3 separate regions of the Sus scrofa genome follow, and regions 2 and 3 are each linked to region 1. A link is a contact called in public HiChIP or PLAC-seq data. All regions are on one chromosome and are shown on one strand. Each heading gives the region's core, a stretch centred on a gene start, on an enhancer-like site or on the middle of the called end of the contact. The rest is flanking DNA. Distances are from core to core; before and after follow the strand shown. Region 1 overlaps CRTAP (cartilage-associated protein). Region 2 overlaps UBP1 (upstream-binding protein 1). Region 3 has its middle 10 kb from the start of CCR4.

The links. HiChIP or PLAC-seq counts read pairs in DNA pulled down with a chosen protein or histone mark.
Region 2: an H3K27ac HiChIP or PLAC-seq map of alveolar macrophages shows a contact between it and region 1. The contact joins two enhancer-like sites. A contact is called at or near these places in 2 of 47 Hi-C or Micro-C datasets (heart right ventricle and skeletal muscle) and 2 of 2 datasets of contacts at active chromatin or transcription factors (alveolar macrophages and skeletal muscle).
Region 3: a contact with region 1 is called in an H3K27ac HiChIP or PLAC-seq map of alveolar macrophages. The contact joins two enhancer-like sites. A contact is called at or near these places in 1 of 5 promoter capture datasets (fetal liver), 1 of 47 Hi-C or Micro-C datasets (embryonic fibroblasts) and 1 of 2 datasets of contacts at active chromatin or transcription factors (alveolar macrophages).

The regions. Positions count from the first base shown.
Region 1 is chr13:19,027,790-19,031,921 of Sscrofa11.1, forward strand. CRTAP (cartilage-associated protein) reads left to right here. Exons shown (of 7, transcript XM_021071557.1): 5 at 2,518-2,663. Among named protein-coding and RNA genes, the nearest start is that of CRTAP, 35 kb to the left of the region's middle. Within about 2 kb of position 2,187, at least 8 of the 83 cell types and tissues checked have an H3K27ac peak or open chromatin away from gene starts, as enhancers often do. A contact at or near this core is called in alveolar macrophages, where this site is marked.
Region 2 is chr13:19,205,186-19,209,317 of Sscrofa11.1, forward strand. It overlaps UBP1 (upstream-binding protein 1), which reads right to left. Exons shown (of 15, transcript XM_021071558.1): 15 at 1-1,690. The coding sequence ends at 1,653. It also overlaps a transcript of FBXL2 not described here. Among named protein-coding and RNA genes, the nearest start is that of UBP1, 69 kb to the right of the region's middle. Within about 2 kb of position 2,391, at least 16 of the 83 cell types and tissues checked have an H3K27ac peak or open chromatin away from gene starts, as enhancers often do. A contact at or near this core is called in alveolar macrophages, where this site is marked.
Region 3 is chr13:18,868,736-18,872,867 of Sscrofa11.1, forward strand. No RefSeq gene overlaps it. Among named protein-coding and RNA genes, the nearest start is that of CCR4, 10 kb to the left of the region's middle. Within about 2 kb of position 2,371, at least 1 of the 83 cell types and tissues checked has an H3K27ac peak or open chromatin away from gene starts, as enhancers often do. A contact at or near this core is called in alveolar macrophages, where this site is marked.

The sequences.
Region 1 (4,132 bases), core at 937-3,436:
CTTAAAAAAAAGGAAAAAAATTTCCTTCTCTCCTATTTTTTATTTTTAAAATTTAAAATATTTCAGATTTTTGCTGCTGATCAAGCTTGTCCTTGAGAGTCTCTGAAACTGTCATTCACAGTAGATCTTTTGAAGAATGTAACCGGCCTCTCTCAGCAGTGAACTTGATGTTAGAGCAGCCAGAGCCTCATGCAGTGACATGTCCCTTGGCTGGGACATTTCTGAGATCAACAGGAGATGTGTTCTTATCAGGTGTCCCTTCCCAGAAGTTCCCTTTCATGGTGAGAAGGATGAGTTTTTATTTGCCACTGTCACTCTGGTACCAAGTGTCTGGTAAAGGATTATTTATTTAGCATAAAGGACAGGAGTCTCGTCCTGTGTAATGTGAACACATGTTCACATGAGGCAGTACTGAGCTCACAGCACTGTCCCCAGCAAACACTGATTGACTGTGTTCTAGCGTAGAGGGGGCAGTTTTCTGTTTGGCACTGTCTTTGCTTATGAAGAGCCCTCTTTTTTTTGGGAGGGGGGCTGTGCCTGCTGCATGTGGAAGTTCCCAGAGCAGGCATGGGACCTATACCACAGCAGCAACCTGAGCCGCTGCAGGGACAATGCTAGATCCGTAACTCACTGCACCACAAGGAAACTCTGAAGAGCCCTCTTTTTTAATATAAGTGTTTTCTTTCAAAAAGGCATATTTAAGTGAACCAAATGTCTCAGAGAAACACAGAAAGCAAACCACCTGTTCCCATTCCCTCTCCCCTACCTCCACCCTGGTGCTGTTAGTTTATGGTCATCCTCACTTGGAAAAGCCCTATTTTAATAAGAATTATAAAAGTTACATACCTGTTTTTTTTAACTTGTGAACATTTAAAAACATTAGAAGGAGTTCCTGATGGCCTAGCAGTTAAGGATTTGGCATTGTCACTGCTGTGGCTCAATTTGATCCCTGGCCCAAGAACTTCTGCATGCTGCTGTGACCAGAAATAAAGATAAAAATAAAAACATACATTAGAGAAGATGGTATAAAGAACTGTAGTGTGCCCATCACTCAGCCAGAGGTCACATGGGAGCTGTGGCTGCCAGCCTACACCACAGCCACAGCAACACAGGGTCCTTAACCCACTGAGTGAGGTCAGGGGTTGAACCCGCATCCTCGTGGATACCAGTCAGATTCGTTTCCGCAGCACCACAACGGGAACTTCCCAGCTTCAATTTGTATCAACACTTTGCCTATCTTGGGTTCACAGTTTCTAGACCTTCTGTGTGATGAAAATATAGCTTGTGTTTTTGTTTCATTTTCTTGAGAGTCCATGCTGACATCTCAGGGAGCTAGCCCAGTGATGGACTTGGAAACATGGGTCTTCCAGCCTCTGAGCAGGCTTGGTTCAGTGGGCACAAGCCAGAACACTAGAGTTTAGAAGTGTTCCAGATGCTTCCAGCCTTTGGCGGCTCACCAGTCAGTCCTCTCAAATCCCTACCTGCTCCGTAAACCACCCTGCATATCTGAAACTGTAGCAAAAACATAAACACTGGAAAACCAAAAGTAGCTTTTCTTGCTGCTCTCCAGGAAATCTTTGCTTTCTGGATTATGGGTGAACAGCGTGAGTAAAATTTACTTCTTGAAATTGGCTTCTTGAGAGACTGCCCAGGCTTGAATGCTTTCTAGGTTACCTCCCCCAGGATATTGCTTGAGGGCAGATGTTACTTATGCCCCCTGTCCCTTTGTGAGTATTTCTTGCCTCTAAGGACTGGCTTTAAAGTTGTTATTACAGGAAATGGCCACTAGAAGGCAGGATTTATTCATGCCCAACTCTGGTTACTCAGGCAACCAATTTTAGTAAAAGTAGTGTTTCTGGGTTGTAAATTCAAGTGGAATGTGCCCGAATAAACACCTTCACCCCTTAAACAAATCCCAGACATATCCCACCCCTGTGAAACCCCTCTTCTAAAAGTGGGGCGACTCCAGGGAGGGAGGCTGGAGGTGAGAAGCCCACCACCAGGAGATGCGGAGACCAGGTGACTTCACATCTCTCCCGGCCCAGAAGGTACACCATCCTTTGGGTTCATTCGGCTTGGTTTAGCTGTAGGAGGGCCCCCCTGGATGTAAAGATCATGTCCCATGCAGAGGAGACCAGGCCCTGCACATGCAAGCAGGGACTCATTTTCTGCCACTTCCTTCCTTCGCCCTATGACAGTCCAGCCTTGGGACCCAGCCTGCTCAGGCTCCAGGGATGTGACACCAGCCTGGGTCACCAAGGCCCGTGGGCAATACTTTAGGCATTCCTGCCAAGGCTTCTGCCTAAAGGAACTTCTCTTTTTTAAAACCGGCCTCCAGGTTGCCATGGAGACCCATCTGCGATCTGCCCACCCAGGGAAGATTCGTGTGGTTGCAGGTTTTCGGAAGGAGGGGCTTCGGAGGAAGGGCTTGTTCGTGATTGTTTTCTTTAGGAAGCTGTGCTTCAAGCTGTAGCTTTGAGAGGTTGGCTGACTTCCTGTTCCTCTTCTCCTGCCCAGTGAATGACCTGAAGAACGCGGCCCCCTGTGCCGTCAGCTACCTGCTCTTCGATCACAACGACAAGGTCATGCAGCAGAACCTGGTGTATTACCAGTACCACAGGGACAAGTGGGGGCTTTCGGATGAGCATTTCCAGCCCAGACCAGTACGTGCCAGCAGACCGGGCATTGCGTTTCCTGCCCTCCTCTTCACCCTGCTTTAGGAGATAGCTTTGCACCTTAAGGGAAGGGTTATTTCAGAAAGAAGGAAAACAGCTTTTTCTATAGCAATTTTGTCTTTTAACATTTTACTGTTTTATTCTCACATTCTCATTTCTGAATCAGTCAAAACTCTACAGATTTCGAACATTATAGAAATATTTGACTTAGGAGTGAGTAATCCCCTGTTTTACTTAATCCCCTATTTTCTCCTCATCCTGCTGTACAGCTGTACTTTTAACATAAATGCAGCATGTATTTGTTTTTACAAAAACAAGATCTTGGAGTTCCCTGTTGTGGCACAATGGAAACAAATCCGCCTGGTAACCATGAGGTTGCAGGTTCAGTCCCTGGCCTAGCTCAGTGGGTTAAGGATCTGGTGTTGCTCGTGAGCTGTGGTGTAGGTCACAGACGCGGCTCGGATCCCGTTGCTGTGGCTGTGGTGTAGGCTGGCAGCTACAGCTGCAACTGGACCCCTAGCCTGGGAACCTCCATATGCCACAGGTGTGGCCCTAAAAAAAAAAAAAACTAGATCTTACTTTACACACTGTTTTGCAACTTCCTTTGTCTTTCTAACAGTTTCATCATGAACATTTTTCATGTCACACCTGTATACCTACTTTGTCTTTTCAAAAAAAAAATTTCATTTTATTTTAGAGTATAGTTGATTTACAATGTCATGTTAATTTTAGGGGTACAGCAACATGGTTCAGTTATACATGTACATATATCCATTCTTTTTCAGATTATTTTCTCAGATAGGTCACTACAGAATACTGAGTAGAGTTCCCTGTGCTCTACAGTAGGTCCTTGTTGATTATTTGTTTTATATATAGTAGTGTGTCTATGTTAATCGCAAACTCCTAACTTATTCCTCCTCCTCCCTTCTCTTTGGTAACCATAAGTTTGTTTTCTGTCTCTGAGTGTTTCTGTTTTGTGAATAAGTTCATTTGTATCATTTTTTTATATTCTACATATAAGTGATATCATGTGATATTGTCTTTAATTTATTATGATAATCTCTAGGTCCATCCATGTTGCTGCAAATGTTATTATTTCATTTTTTATGACTGAGTAATATATTGTTTATATGTACCATATCTTTATCCAGTCCTCTGTTGACTGACATTTAGGTTGCTTCCATGTCTTGAATATTGTAAATAGTGCTGAAGTGAGCATTAGGATACACATATCTTTTTGAATTATGGTTTTCTCTGGATGTATGCCCAGGAATAGGATTGTTGGACCATGTAGTATTTGTTTTTAGTTTTCTGAGGAACCGCTATACAATTCTCCATAGTGGCTACTACAACTTACATTCCCACCAACATTGTAGGAGGGTTCCCTCTTCTCCATCCTTTCTTCAACATTTATTATTTGTATACCTTTTTCATTTATCTTTAAAAAACAAACAAAC
Region 2 (4,132 bases), core at 1,141-3,640, 180 kb after region 1:
TAAATCTTGAGACTCAAAAAGGAATGCTAAATAGACAAGCAAAACTCTAAAACAATTGAGAGATAAGCTCACTTCTTTCCCAAGTGACTGGTACAGAAAACATGTGGTCATACAAAAGCAAAGGGAAAATGACAGAAAGGAAAGCTCTCCTGCTTTAGGGTCTATACAAGTTACAGATTTCAAACTGAAGATGGAAACATTTAGAGACAGTACTTTCTCAGCTCAAATAACCCCCTTTATGAATAAAACAATGCCAAAGCCTTTACTCACTTAAGTAGTTTGTCTTCTGGGAGAGATTTTCAACTCAATATTATTCCTATTTCTGCCTGAACAAAGGTAAGAATCAAATAATACATTCAAATCCAAGACACAGGGTAAATGGACAGAGGTGTATAATTAAAATGGAATCAAAGTTTGAGAAGAAAACTGTCTAGTACACCACAGGCCTCAAATGCTTGCTTGATGATTTTTGGGAAGGCTTTGGGTGAAGGGAAGAGAAGTAGTAGAAAAAATTGCAAAAACAGTGGATTCCCTTTGAAAAGTGTACTGGCCGACAAGCATTTGGTTTTGTGAAAGAGGCACTCTTTATAGAAAAAAGCTATTGTGTGGTGTATAAAAAAGTCCCTAAATAATCACTAGAATGTTACCCATGATTGTACTAAAGCTCAATATTTGAGAAGAAGTGAGAGGAATTTTGATGGTACAATATAGTGTTTGATTTGTGATGTCTAGTGTTCCATGAATAATTTCAATTCTTCATAATGAAACCCGTTAACACCAAGTCAGAAACTGCTTCCCCTGCCTAAATGTATTTCCAATGTCAGGAACAGGGCTTTAAAAATGTTTTAGGACTGGATAGTGCAGAGTGGGGTGGGCAATTGGAGACCGAGAGGGAGAGAGGAAAAAAAACCACGAGTTTAAAAGGCATTGGGGCTTCAAAAATGAAAACCAGAAACAAAATGCTAAGAACAGAAGCAGAAGCAAAAAGTTTCTCGATAAATCTGTGACAAAGCAAAAACACAAAGTCTTTGTACCTATTAGGATTTACGCTGATCCTCTCACCAAGGTACTCTTGATAATGCAGTTTGCGTCAAGCCCATCTTCCCGGCTTGGATCTTCCCCGCTCTGGCGTGATCACGTCACACATTCACCCTCAGACATGATTTCTTCTGAGAAGGCGCCAAGCCTCTCCCATGACCACCCATCACCCGTGTCAGTGGTGGCCTCGTGTCTCTCCGCACACAGATTCCGTCCCCACCCTGCCCCAGGTCAGCATGAGGTCCAGGCGACAGAAGCCAAGCTGGCACAGAGAGGTAAATGCCCACAGTATGTCTTTACATTCACTTCCAAACCGCATACAGTGTAAAAAGACAGCAATGGCTGCTTCTAGGAACTGTGTCGACTGGCCTCTCCGCCAGAGAAGCAGGTGGTCCTGCCTGTCCCTCGGCCCCAGGCACTCGCTCTCCTGAGGGGCCGTGATGGTGACGGTGAGATGCGCCTCTCACAGCTCATTAGAAAGGTCATCCTGTGTTTTCAATATGAAACATCTCATATGGTAAAATCCAATCCCAAGGCTTCTTGGATTCAGTCTTCACACACTTTTAAGCGTGGCTTTATTTGGTGCTGAATGAAGTTCAGACTACGTTAAGACGTCACTTCAAAATTATGTGGACACCACCCCCGTTTTCAGCTGCAGAAAAAGGAGAAGTTACAGGCTTTTTTGTTTTTAACCAGGCTGGAGACTCAAAACTGAACTCCTACAACTCTACAACCTCCCATCCCAGTTCAGAGGGTACCTTGAATATGCTCGAGTGAAAAAGCTGGTAACTTGCTCCAGCTCCTCTTCCCCAAGGTAACTTCATATACACTCTCCCTCCCCTTTTCAGACATGGTGCTTTTCAACGTCTGGCCCTCACTCCCATAGGTGCCCTGCCTGCCTGCTGTTCTAGGAGGCAGAGGACCCGCAAATAGTGCTTATACCCACCTTTTCGGGAAATAATTTTTAAACTCCTAAAAATTAGATCTACAACATTTAAAAAATATATTTTGTCTGATGGCCTAGTGTTTCTACAGAGATGGTGAAAAGCAATACAGGCATTCGACAAGGAACAAGTGAGTTTTTTCATAAGACAAGGTATTCGAAGCCCAGTACACTGAGATGGGAGGGGTCACCCTTTGATGACTGACAGCAGAAATAAATGCCTGCTGACTTCACAGGACACAGCTGCACACAGTATGAATTTTCTTTTTTACAGGCAGTTTTGAGTTTTGCAGAGTAAAAACTATTGCTTCGTGAACAGGAAGTTGAGCAGAACGGTACTAAGCCAGATATGTTTGTGCAAGTAAAAGATCACATGAACCAGGCCACAGTTAAAAACTCAGCCCTGCAGCTGACACGATGGCTGACATGACGTGTCAGCACAGAGTGAAATCCTTCCTGATTTCAGCACTTCCCTTCTAGGTGGGCTCCCAGCTTCAAGAGTGACTTCTCAGGAAAGGGGTGACACAGCACTTTTTTCTTTGAGGTGCAGCTTTCGTGCTCAGAATGGACTTTGGTTAGCTCATCAGACCTTTAAAGGTCTCCTCTTGTATTAACTTTACATTTAAAAACTCCTCCTTTTCCACCTCCAGGAATTCTCTCAAGCCCTGTCTGGGCCCACTCTCCACACCCTCTCCCTCCATAACTGTTTTGAGTCACTGTGGATACGCTAAAGGCTTCCAAATTTACGGCTCAAGACCAGACCTGTCTTGCCAGCCCCAGAGGTTATAATTAACTTGACATTTTCACATCCTAAAATGAAACTCTGGACTGCTTCCCTCAATGGCACCTACCACTCTATTGGGACCACTACCTGCTCAGTTGTTCATAAGAGTCACAACCACTCCTCTCTCAAAGGTAGAGCCCAGTAGGGCCCTGTCTATAAGTGTATGAGACACCATAACCTCTCATCTGGATTCTCCTGCCTCCAGTTTGCCCACCTTCTCATCTGTCTCCAAAGAGTTGAGAGAGAAAAGAAAAACCTATTTACATTACTTATTTGTTTAAAAAACCTCACTGACTTTCCAATGCATTTCAAATAAAACCTAAACTTGGAGTTCCCGTCGTGGCGCAGTGGTTAACGAATCCGACTAGGAACCATGAGGTTGCGGGTTCGGTCCCTGCCCTTGCTCAGTGGGTTAACGATCCGGCGTTGCCGTGAGCTGTGGTGTAGATTGCAGACGCGGCTCGGATCCCGCGTTGCTGTGGCTCTGGCGTAGGCCGGTGGCTACAGCTCCGATTCGACCCCTAGCCTGGGAACCTCCATATGCCGCGGGAGCGGCCCAAGAAATAGCAACAACAACAACAACCAAAAAAAAAAAAGACAAAAAAAAAAAAAAAAAAAAAAAAAAACCCTAAACTTGCATCAGTACCAGACCTGCCTCCTGCTCTGCTCACCTTCGCGCTGCACGGCAACCACAAGGCCCTCCCAGCCTCCACACAGCCCCATTCTTCCAGGGTGCAGCTCCTCAAGGGCATGGTCGGCTCCCCACCACACTCCAGATCTCAGCTTTCATGGCCTCAGAGAAGCCCTAACAGTTTCATGTAACCCTCCCTGAACCCTGCATCCATGAGTACCCACACTTTCCCACTCCTTCATGGGCATCTAAGTTATATACTGGTAATTGGGTGCATCTACTGAGCAGTTCTGGCTTGCTTTCTCCGCTAGAGTAGTGGAACACCTTTCTAGAACTAACAGCATGGGTCTGACACAAGGCGTTCAAAATGCTGGCTGAATGAACTGGGGTTTTTCTCCAGGCATCTAGAAGGACAGACTCCTCTTCCTTATTTGCTAATTTTCATTTCAATCAGAAATATTCTCTTGGAAGTTCTAGCTGTAGCTCAATGGTAGTAAACTTGACTAGTACCCATGAGGAGGTGGGTTCGATCGCTGGCATTGCTGTGAGCTTTGGTGTAGGCTGAAGACACAGCTTGGATCCTGCATTGCTGTGGCTGTGGTGTAGGGCAGCAGCTGAAGCTGATTTGACCCCTAGCCTTGGAGCTTCCTTATGGTGCAGGTTTGACCCTAAAAAGCAAAGCTGTCTTCATTTTTCAAATTTTCTTCTTAAAATTACTAAAGCCAGCATTTTCAAA
Region 3 (4,132 bases), core at 1,121-3,620, 160 kb before region 1:
GTGTGGCTACACCACACCTCATGGCAATGCCAGATCCTTAATCCACTGAGCAAGGCCAGGGATCGAACCTGCATCCTCAGGGTTACTAGTCGGGTTCGTTTGAGCCACAGTAGTAAACTCCTGCAATCAAATTCTTTTTTTTCTTTCTTTCTTTTTTTATTTTTCACAATTGGATTCTTAACCCACATCGTCACAGCAGGAACTCTTCATATTTTATTTATTGACTTATTTTTTTATTTTATTTTATTTTATTTTTTTTTGGTCTTTTAGCTATTTCTTGGGCCACTCCCACGGCATATGGAGGTTCCCAGGCTAGGGGTCGAATCGGAGCTGTAGCCACCGGCCTACGCCAGAGCCACAGCAACGCGGGATCCGAGCCGCGTCTGCAATCTACACCACAGCTCACGGCAACGCTGGATCGTTAACCCACTGAGCAAGGCCAGGGACCGAACCCGCAACCTCATGGATCCTAGTCGGATTCGTTAACCACTGCGCCACGACGGGAACTCCAACTCATTTACTTTTTGACTGGCCCATGGCATACAGAATTTCCTGGGCCAGGGATGGAATCTACACCACAGCAGCCATCCAAGCCGCTGCAGAGACAATGCTGGATCTTTAACCTGCTATGCCACAGGAGAACTCCCACATATGCAATATTTTAGATTCCACATATAAATGATATCATATGGTATTTGTCTTTCTGACTTAGTATGATAATCTCTAGGTCTAATCATGTTGCTGCAAATGGCATTATTTCATTCTTTTTTAGTAGCTGAGTAATATCCAGTTGTATGTATATACTGCATCTTCCTTATCTATTCATCTGTTGATGGGCATTTAGGTTGCTTCCATGTCTTGGCTGTTGTACATAATGTTGCTGTCAACACTGTATCTTTTCAAATTATAATTTGCTCCAGAGAGATGCCCAGGGGTGGGATTGCTGGATCATATGGTAACTTTATTTTTAATATTTTAAGGAGCCTCCGTACTCTTCTCCGTATTGACTGCACCAGTTTACATTCCCACCAACAGTATAGGAGGGTTCCTTTTTAGAGGAGTATGATTTTGATGAATGAAAGAGGGAAGGACATTCTAAGTTGATGAAATCACACATGAAAAGGCAGGTAGTGTCAAGAGCACACTGTGGGGAGTGGGAGTAGGTTTTTGTAGATAAAGTGAACATGTGGAGGGGAGCAAAGTAGGAAAAGAAGAGATGAAAAAAAAGTTATAGACTCAGGAGACAGCTGTTTTGAGCTCCTGAGCCAGTTGCCACCCTCCCTGGGGCTGCAGGAGACATAGTGGGTGTTGTGAAGTGCCATCCACACACCTGGTACAGATCTATGGCACTCACTCCTCCAGCTACCAGGGGCACTGACGTTTGCCACCTCTCAGCTGGTCTCCTTTCTAGACAACCCTCCCTGAGGACAGCCCACATCCAATACCTGGATAAAGAGGGGGGAAAGAAACACTTGCCCCCTTACCTTAATTTGGGACAAAGCCGATGGGCCATTCCAACTACAGAGCTCCTCGAAAGATTAGCAGGGCCCTCTGCTGCAACAACCTTGTGGTTCAACTTTTTCTACTGCCTAGTTCTGCTTCCTTCATGCCCTTAGAACTGTTCCCAAGAGGACTCCTCATTAAATCTCCTGTATGCTAATCTCAGAGTCTTAGAATCTGGTTCCAGGAACTTAAGTCTCAAACAGGGGCTTCTGGATCACAGCGGGGCAAATGAACACCTAATATAAATGGAAAAGGTTCGGGGAGTTCCCGTCGTGGCACAGTGGTTAACGAATCCGACTAGGAACCATGAGGTTGCGGGTTCGATCCCTGGCCTTGCTCAGTGGGTTAAGGATCCGGCGTTGCTGTGAGCTGTGGTGTAGGTCTCAGGCGCGGCTCGAATCCCACGTTGCTGTGGCTCTGGTGCAGGCTGGCGCTACAGCTCCGATTCAACACCTAGACTGGGAACCTCCGTATGCCGCAGGAGCGGCCCAAGAAATGGCAAAAAGACAAAAATAAATAAATAAATAAAGGTATGGGAAATTTCACAGGTATGGGAAAATGAGGAATCACAGTGTCTGCATCACAGCTGTGCATTTACTGCCCTATGGCCATGGACTGCTTTTGACTATCTCTCTCTCTCTCTTTTTTTTTTTTTTTTTTGGCCATGACTGTGCCATGTGGAAATTCCTGGGCCAGGGATCTAACCCACACCACAGCAGTGACCTGAGCCACAGCAGTGACAACACCAGATCCTGAACCCACTGAAGCACCAGGGAATTCCTCCTTTTGACTCTTAGTATATATGCATCCATTAGTCAGTCTCAACTTTGCTTGCATAATCTGCCTGCCTCAAGCTCTGAGGCATTTTTTCCATATTCCTTACCAGTCACTGACTCAAGCCCAGTCATTGACCTGGGCTCAAATGTAACAGACATAAGCTCCACCCATTTTTGTAGTCACAACATTTTACTCCTGAATAGCCATCATCAAAAAGTAAACAAATAATAAATGCTGGAGAGGGTATGGAGAAAAGGAAACCCTTCTACACTGTTGGTGGGAATGTAAATTGGTGCAGCCTCTATGAAGAATAGTACAGAGTTTCCTTAAAAAACTAATAATAGAGTTACCATATGATCCAGTGATCCCACTCCTGGGCATCTATCCAGAGAAAACTATAATTAGAAAAGATGTATGCTTCCTAGTGTTCGTATCAGCACTGTTTATAACAGCCAAAACATGGGAAACAACTTGTGTCCATCAACAGAGGAATGGATAAAGATGTGGTATGTATGTACACATATGTGCATGCACACAAGCACATGCACATACACACAAGAATATTACTTAGCCATAAAAAAGAATGAAAAATGCCACTTGCAGCAACATGGATGGACCTAGAGATTATTATACTAAGTGAAGTAAGCCAGATAAAGATATATATGATATTACTTATATGTGGAATCTACAAAAATGATACAAATGAACTTATTTATGAAACAGAAATAAACTTATAGACATAGAAAACAAATTTATGGTTACCAAAGGAGAAGTGTGGGGGAGATAAATTAAGAGTTTGGGATTAAAATATACAGACTACTATATAAAATAGATAACCAGCATAGCACAGGGAACTATACTCAATATCCTGTAATCACCTATAATCAAAGAGAATCTAAAAAAGATATATATATAATCCCTTTTTATACATGTGAAACTAGCCCAGTGTCATAAATCAACTATATTTCAATAAAAATTTAAAAAAACCAATGCTTTAGTTCTTAAAAGCTTGAAATGGCTCCAAATTCTCCTTTCAGAATATCAGAAATCCACCAACTGTTTTTGTATACTGAAATTCATTTCATCATCTTCTTAAAGTAGATAAGGTGGGTTTTATTATCACTAAGAAACTTAGTTCCGGGGAACAATATTCTAATAATGAATTAGACAAACTCCACCAGCAATAATCACCTTATTGCTTGGTAAAATGCCTAGTACACAACAGTTGTTGAATTATTTTTTAGTGAATGAGTGAATTTTCTTATCTCTTAACTCAGTGCTCAATACTGGCAATTCAAGTTTCTATTTCACTATACAAAGTTCACCAGTCCTCTCTCCAAAATCCCCATTATGTTTCTAATAAAACTGTGTCACAGAGTTCAAAGATTGATTGAATTGTCTCCTAGTTCCAGAAATGAGTGGGTGGTCTTTGGGTCAAAAATGACTTCATTACGACTTTTGGTATGAACAGAGCTGCAGAAGTCTGCATTTTCGTCTTCTCTGGAAAATTGTAAAATTAAAAAAAAGAAAGAATTAAAAACCCCGCAAACTCCACTTTCAATCAAACTTGGAGAGAGATACCTTTTAGACTCCAAAATATATGAAAGTTCTAATAAAAGCAGCCAACATGAGACAGAAATTGTGGGCAAAGTTGAAGAGAAGGATGAGGAGAGGGTAAAGCAGTGGCAGATATAGAAAGCTCTATGAGAATATATGTCCCCTGTGTTTCTTTTTTTAATTCAGAGTTGATTTATAATGTGCCAGTTTCTGCTGTATACAAGGTGACTCAGTTATGCAATATATATATTCTTTTTAATACTATTCCCATCATGGTCTGTCCCAGGAGATTGGA